Regions from separate parts of the Mus musculus genome. Here region 1 is linked to region 2. A link is a contact called in public HiChIP or PLAC-seq data. All regions are on one chromosome and are shown on one strand. The core of a region is the stretch at or near the end of the contact, and the rest is flanking DNA. Distances in the headings are between cores, read along the strand shown.

Region 1 (3,267 bases), core at 252-2,751, 53 kb after region 2:
GAGCCCTCCCTGCCAGAGTAAACCACAAAAGCTGAGAGAGAACCCCTCTCCCACCACATAAAGCTAAGCTGCAAAGAAGCCTCCTCCGAGAGCACGCCAGCTCCCCAAAGAAGCAGAAACCAGCCGAGCTGCCTACAATAGGTTCACACCAGCTGAGGCACTTGGGAAAGACACTCCCCAACCAGGAGAGCTGCCTGCTGGCTGTGCGGTGTGTCCACGTTTTGTGAACTGTCACCCCTGTTTCGGGCTTTGGTGACATAGCTGTCTTTGAGTCCTTTCTGCTCCCATAAGTAATCCCTTATCTGTATTTCTGTAAGTAACCCCAATAAAAATCATTGGTTCACCAAGTTGGACTTTGGTGGTATCCGTACTGTGGACTGTCATGGGCTCCCTATCTGGGATAAGTAGATGTGTGTTTTCTCTCCCCAGGAAATATTTTGTCACAGGACATTATTCTGTGACCCAAAATAAGGTTTTTGTTATCAGGATGGACACATAGGATTTCAAAACCATATGGAAGTCAGGCAGGTGGCCCATGGCTTCAATGGCTTTAATCACAGTACTCAGGAGCCAGAGGCAGGAGGATCTCCATGAATTTGAAGCCAGCTTGGTCTACATAGGCAGTTCCAGGTCAGCCAGGGTCACATAGACACAGTCTCGGAGAAAAAAAAAAAAAAAACAAAAAACAACCCACACACAGGTATGGAAGTTGGAAATTCAGGACCCATAGGGTGAAAGCAAAGAAACAATTCCCAAAACTGCCCTTTGAGCTCCATACACATCCCCCGAAATAAATGAAATACTAAAAGGGCAAGAGTTACAGGTGAAGGGCACCTGCTGCAAGCCTGACGATCTGACTTTTATCCTTGGAATTAATTCACAGTAGTGGAAGGATGAATGGACTCCAGCAAGTCTGGACTTGACCTCCTTATGTGCCACCACCAATATAAATGTTTTAAGAAAAAAGACCTAGGGGAAAACAAACTACTAGCAAACAAGGACCTGCGGGGCAGGCGGGGAAAGAAACGCACCAACTGAAGGACACACACAAACCTTCGGAAATACACACAGTCAGATGCAGAGATAAACACAGAAGAGACATGCAAGCAGGCATGCAGACCGGAAAACACTACCCCAGCCCCCGCTATCCCAGCCCCCCGCCGCCAATGCGAAGAGAAGCACTTATACCCAGACCTTCCAAAACACACAGACACTCGCGTGCCCAGGGGCACAGGAAAACTGTACACGTGTTGCCCCGCGCTTGCGCCTTCCAAAGGACTCTGCCCCAAGCGGCAGGGACAAGGATGGCTGATCCGGGGACAACCTGAGGGCCTCCTTCTCTGGGGACACTCACCGCGTGGACAGGAGTGACCAGAAAGGCTCCGGTGAGGCGGGGCCCGGCCTAGGCGGAACCAACTGCCAAACAGCCTAGCGGCTGTGGTACAGCCTCCTTGGTAACCAGACGGCTAAAGTCCAGCCACCCAGGCGCGCTTGCGCAGTACGCAGCTGCAGGCCAAGCCTGGTTACCAGGGAAGAACGTGGGGCGGTGCCCTAAAGCACCGAGGCCCGCCCCTCTCAGCCCAGATTTTAGGAATTGTTATTGGCCTGAGAGCCTGTGGAAAGTCACCCGGTTCATCAATTTCCGCAGGTTTGTTTGCAAAATGGGGTTTAGGAAAGACACGCTGTGTAAGGATGTCATGGAACTTAAGGACAGGTCAGGTCTCAGAAGAGTTCTTGGCACCAAGCTCTCCTAGCGTTAATGCCAGATGATGCAGCAGCTCCAGACTTCTGCCCAAGCATTTTCTTTACTCGCCCCATTCCCCAGACGGGTCAGAGCTTAAGGTGTCTTCTAAGTCTGGTCTGCTCAGGACATTTATTTTTGGTTGGCAACCTGTGATCAACGTCTGGTCTGTCCCAGGTTCAGGCCTCTGTGTTGCAACCAGACTTTGGGGCAGGGAGGCCAGGAAGGGTGCAAAAGATTCACTACTCATTTGGTACCTCGCCAAAGTTGGCATTAACCGGATTCATTCTACAGGCTCAGAACACACTCCGATGTCACCTGGCCGAACTTTGGCGGAGCCTTCCACTCAGATATGTAGCATGTCAGCTTTATGACAGGTGTACAACTCGTCATGTACTGTCCTGACTCAGGGTGAGGGATGGGATGGGATGGGAGGTTGGGGGTTGGGGAAAACAGCAAAGATACCAGAAATATTTCGCCCGTTAAGTCAAGCCATTTCTGTGTGGAAATGATCTGTGGAGCAGATCAATGAGGATGCAGTTCGCTGACTGTTTCGAGATCTTCAACCCTGTTTTTGGTGCACATGGGGTGGAGGTGGGCTTGGGAAAACAAGTTTGATCAAAGAACGAAGGGTTAAGGTGCAGACGAGCCTAGTGGCAGCTTGTGACCAAGAGAGGGCGCCTGGAACGCCTAGGCCTGTCCCCACCTCCTGTCCCCACCCCTTTCCTACTTCTCTCCCCACCCGTCAATAGCACACGCCATTCTCCTGCGGAAGACCACGCACATTTCCAGGTACCACGCACATTTCCTGTACTCTCGACTCCCTCTCTTGGCGTCTCCACTCAGAACCCACCTGCCCCCAGGCTTCTCATCTCGGCTCTCCAGGTCACCTCTCCTTCCCTCTCCAGGCTACCCCTCCTTCCCTTGCTTCCTCCAGACAGACTCAGGGTTCTGGAACTGTGGCCAGTGAGCCGGGGAGCCTTGGCAGCGCGGGTGACCGCAGCGTCAACTGGTTGGGCTCCAGCGGCTAGCGCGCTGAGCACCCCGCGTCCCTGGCAGTCAGGAACTCCAAAGTCCTTGCTGACCGGTGCATGTGTTTCTGCTTCTGGAAAAAGGGCCTTCGTCCCAAACAAACTTGATCTCCTGCCTGTATTACTAGTTCACCCACAGTACGCTAGTGCTGGTTTAGATGAGGCTAATCAGGGCGGTATTTACCCTTGATTGAGCACTTACTATGTCCTAGGCATGTATAAGTTTTCCCCTCATGCATAGCCTCATTTAATGCCTATGAGCTATTTTTTTTTCTTTCTTTCGAGACAGGGTTTCTCTGTGTACCCTTGGTTGACCTGGAACTCACTCTGTAGACCAGGCTGGCCTCCAACTCAGAAATTCACCTGCCTCTGCCACCCAAATGCTGGGATTAAAGGTGTGTGCCACCACTGCCAGGCTATGAGCTAGTATTGAATAGTCCCACATACCAGTTTTTTACTAGCAGCAGATACCTTAACTGGGAAAGATTTTTTCAC
Region 2 (3,628 bases), core at 490-2,989:
CAGAGGATGAGGGATCGCCAGCACTGAGACAATAGGAGGCCTGCTTCTGATCAACCATGGCAGCTTCCTCCTTCCTTTGGAGAAAGGGGCCAGCGCTAGCCTGGAGACTCCAGGCTGAGGCTCATCTTTGCCTGCTCTGCCCTATACCCTAGCAGGTAAAGATCAAAGTTAGGAGTTAGAGGAAGCTCTCCATGGTCCCTTGCCCTGGACCTTTTTGCTCCCTGCACCACGTGACATGCTTCTTGTCCACCAGACCTGACACCGGGCAGAGAGGCCCCTGGGGGGGGGGGGTGGAATTCAAAGCATGGGAATGGAGTCTGAGCCCGCTGAGAAGTGAGTCTCATTCCTGTCATGAGTGGGGAGGTCAAGAAAAACCTGAAGGGGCAACACTGGGATAGGGTTGGTCAGCGGCCATTTGGCAAAGAAGGCAAAAGCACGGCATGGCTGAAGAGGGGTCACGCCTGGCGTGGGCCTTGGGCTTTGGGACCTGCTGGTGACTAGAGGCCAGTAGCCCTTGTGGCTGCTTCTCGGAGTTGCTCTGAGCCTCACCAAGCTGAGATGAGCAGCAGTGAGAGTGGCGGGCACAGGGCTCACAGAGGCCAGTGGGTTCCAGCGGCCCCATCTCAGCCAGGTCCTTGGCAGCCCGCACTGCACTCGGGCCGCAGATTACCAAGAAGCAGCCCTATCAGATCTTGGCACCAGCTAAGTGATCTCAGGCCAGGCTGAGTGAAGTAAATTGCAGTATTTAAATGAAAGGAGACCAAGGAGGCTGTGATGAATGCGGTTTGGCTGTGACAGACCTGTAGTTGGCACGACTTGTCCTGTTTGTTTGTTTGTTTGTTTGTTATTATGCAAGAACTTCCTACATAGTTCTGACTGTCCTGGAGCTAATAATTATGTAGACCAGACTGGCACTGAACTCACAGAGATCCTCCTGCCTCCGCCTCCTGAGAGCTAGATTAAAGACATGCACCACCAGGCTTAGCCCATTGATCGTCTTCTTGGTCCGGGTGGATATCCCTGAGGCCGACTTCCCACACTCTCCCATCCCTTGTCCCATTTGACAGATAGAGAAACTGAGCTGAGTACAAAGCCCTAACTGGCCAAAGGCCATAGGGAGTTTGTTTCAGAAGCGACTTGCCTCACCTTGGTCTCCTGGGCCACAGGAAGTACTCAGGAAGGTGTTTGGGCTGGTGGCAGAGATGGGAAGCCCCCAACGTGTTAACCTATTCACTGGAAAGCCTTGGCTTTGAGCATGGCCCTCTTCAGCCTCCCTTTCACCAGTGAAGCTTCAACCCTTTCTCTCTAGCTTCTGATGCTATACCCCTCCCCCCTTGAGCATCTTCTGTCTTTCCATGATGCAACCAGGCTTAGAACTGCTCCAGGACATAGATGCCGAGCCCTGTGGTTCCGTGTTCCTTCCTATTCAAGCTCAGCCCAAGGCAAGCATGAAGCCCAGCTGGAGTGAGGCTCAGGCAACTCTACCCCCAGACAGATGCCCAGGGGTAGAAGAGGACACTGTGTTTAACTTGTGTCAGAGGAGTATCAGAGGTGACAGAGAGGAGGAGGGGTAAGAGGGTCCAGAGTAAGGAGGTGGGGGTGGAGGAGTGACTGGGAGGGAAGAGAAAGGAGCTGAGGAACAGCAAGGTGAAGGTTCTTAAGCTGCCAGTCATGTCTGGGCCAGCCCTGCAGCCCAAGTCAGGATACTTCCTGGGTCTCAGTTCTCTGCTCTTCTCCCTTTGTCCACAGCAAGGATGCAGAGCCCCAGTAGACAGAGAGAAAGTGAGGGGCCCCTAGTGGGGGATCTGTGTGTATGCAGGCACTTAAAGGGCCCCCGAGAGCACTTCTTGGGCTGTCTGTCCACAGCATGGCCTCCTGGATATGTATTCAATGCCTGCCTCAGCTAGAATCACAGGCGTGCTCCGGAGGGCTGATCCACCTTGCTGAAACCAGTTTTCCTCTAGCGAGGGGCTTGGGTCACCTCTCTGCCTTGTCTTGGTCCCACTACCAATTGCTGCACCCATCTGATTGGTATCCTGTGGAAGGGACCTGGGTGGGGCACATTAAGTCCCCAGGATTCCACCCCGGGGATGTTGCTGGCCCAAACCCCCTCGCCAGGACTGTGCTCTTAAGCAGTGAGGGACGCCCTGGGGAGTGTCAGTCCCTGTGAGTGTGTGCACCGGGCATGAGGATTATTGATGCTCTGTGATGCCAGGCAGGGTTTAGCCCCCTCTGGGCCTCTGTTCCTCATCTGTAAACAGGGATTAATAATTGTGCAAATCTCCCAGGGTCATGAGAATTAATTAAACAAGAGAGTACCAGAAAACCGAGCTCAGCCAGCATCTGGAGCAGAGCCAGAGCAGAGCGTGCTTTCCTCTAGGTTTCTTGGGTTGTCCTGTGATCACATGGCCGCTCTGTCCCCTGAGGAGACCTGCTGGCTCTGTCTGTCTGTCTGTCTGTCTGTCTGTGCCCTGCAGCCAGGAGCACCTTTGCTTCCCCATGCAAAGACCAGAGCCACTTCCCAAGGCTAAGAATTTTCTGTGAGGGGATTGCTCTGACTTCTGGTTCAGGGCCCAGCCAAAGAAAGCACGTGTGTCCTAAAGATCGGAGGCCTGTGTCTCCCCGTGGCTTAATGTCAGGTCATTCAACCAATGTCAGGTAGCAAAAATCCTTCCCATAACTTCCAGTCCATGCAAGCCCATCTTGGAGTGCGGGTGGAGGGCCCTGGCCAGATTGAAGGAAGAATAACTCAGTATAGGGGCCTCCAGGGGCCTGTGGCTGTCAGACTGGCACCCACCCATCAGATCTGTGAGATTCTTTCTGCATGACCATAATGACCACAAGCTCCCTTCTGAGGCCCAGGGACCTTTCTGATCCCATGCTAGACCTTCATGCCTTCTCATCTAGGCCCAGGATAAAGAAAGAGGATATAGAGTCCCCGAGAAAATAGATAGTTGTAAGCCCCAGTGCCCCCCCTCCCCAGCCCCCTGGGACTTCTATTGCCTGTCAGATGAACTCAAAGGGAAATATTTTTGGGTTAAGTCTACTGCCTGAATACTAGAACATGGAAGAAGTTCAGATTTTTCTCCCTAAGACTTTCCCTGGATCCTGAGGTCTAGCCTCCTCTAACATCTGAATGCAGTAACCCTTAGGGATGTCAGGAGAGAGGGCTGCAATTGTTCACGCTAGGGGGATGATAAGTCTGGTTCCAGCTAGAAGAGTCCATCCTCCTCCCCTTCCCCATCTCTGAAATCCAAGGCTTCCAAAGAGGCCACTGTCATTTTTTTTTTTTAATGGAGACCCAGCAGGCCAGGTGGTGGTGGCTCACGCCTTTAATCCCAGCACTCGGGAGGCAGAGGCAGGCAGATTTCTGAGTTCGAGGCCAGCCTGGTCTACAGAGTGAGTTCCAGGACAGCCAGGGCTACACAGAGAAACCCTGTCTCGAAAAACCAAAAAAAAAAAAAAAAAACAAAAAAAGAGAGAGAGAGAGAGAGAGAGAGACTCACCCAGCAGATGATAGAGCAGTAAGGAACTTGTCATATGCTGGAAAGCCAGCTCTGTGGGTAAAGGTGCTCACTGCTAACCCTGAAGACCTGAGTTCACCATCCAGAACCCACTTGGTAGCAAG

What was found. HiChIP or PLAC-seq counts read pairs in DNA pulled down with a chosen protein or histone mark.
Region 1: a contact with region 2 is called in an HNF4G HiChIP or PLAC-seq map of pancreatic cancer cells. The contact joins the promoter of Abhd14a here to the enhancer-like site in region 2. A contact is called at or near these places in 1 of 39 promoter capture datasets (macrophages), 4 of 115 datasets of contacts at active chromatin or transcription factors (bone marrow-derived macrophages, embryonic stem cells and pancreatic cancer cells) and 3 of 9 other capture datasets (adipose tissue, liver and pancreatic islet).

The regions. Positions count from the first base shown.
Region 1 is chr9:106,446,177-106,449,443 of GRCm38.p6, forward strand. It overlaps Abhd14a (abhydrolase domain containing 14A), which reads right to left and starts at 1,502. Exons shown (of 6, transcript NM_001110271.2): 1 at 1,355-1,502. Abhd14b (abhydrolase domain containing 14b) reads left to right here and starts at 2,464. Exons shown (of 4, transcript NM_029631.3): 1 at 2,464-2,533.
Region 2 is chr9:106,393,077-106,396,704 of GRCm38.p6, forward strand. The region is part of intron 2 of Gm33616 (a long non-coding RNA gene); the gene reads right to left. Among named protein-coding and RNA genes, the nearest start is that of Gm46131, 19 kb to the right of the region's middle. Within about 2 kb of position 1,740, at least 40 of the 459 cell types and tissues checked have an H3K27ac peak or open chromatin away from gene starts, as enhancers often do. A contact at or near this core is called in bone marrow-derived macrophages and pancreatic cancer cells, where this site is marked.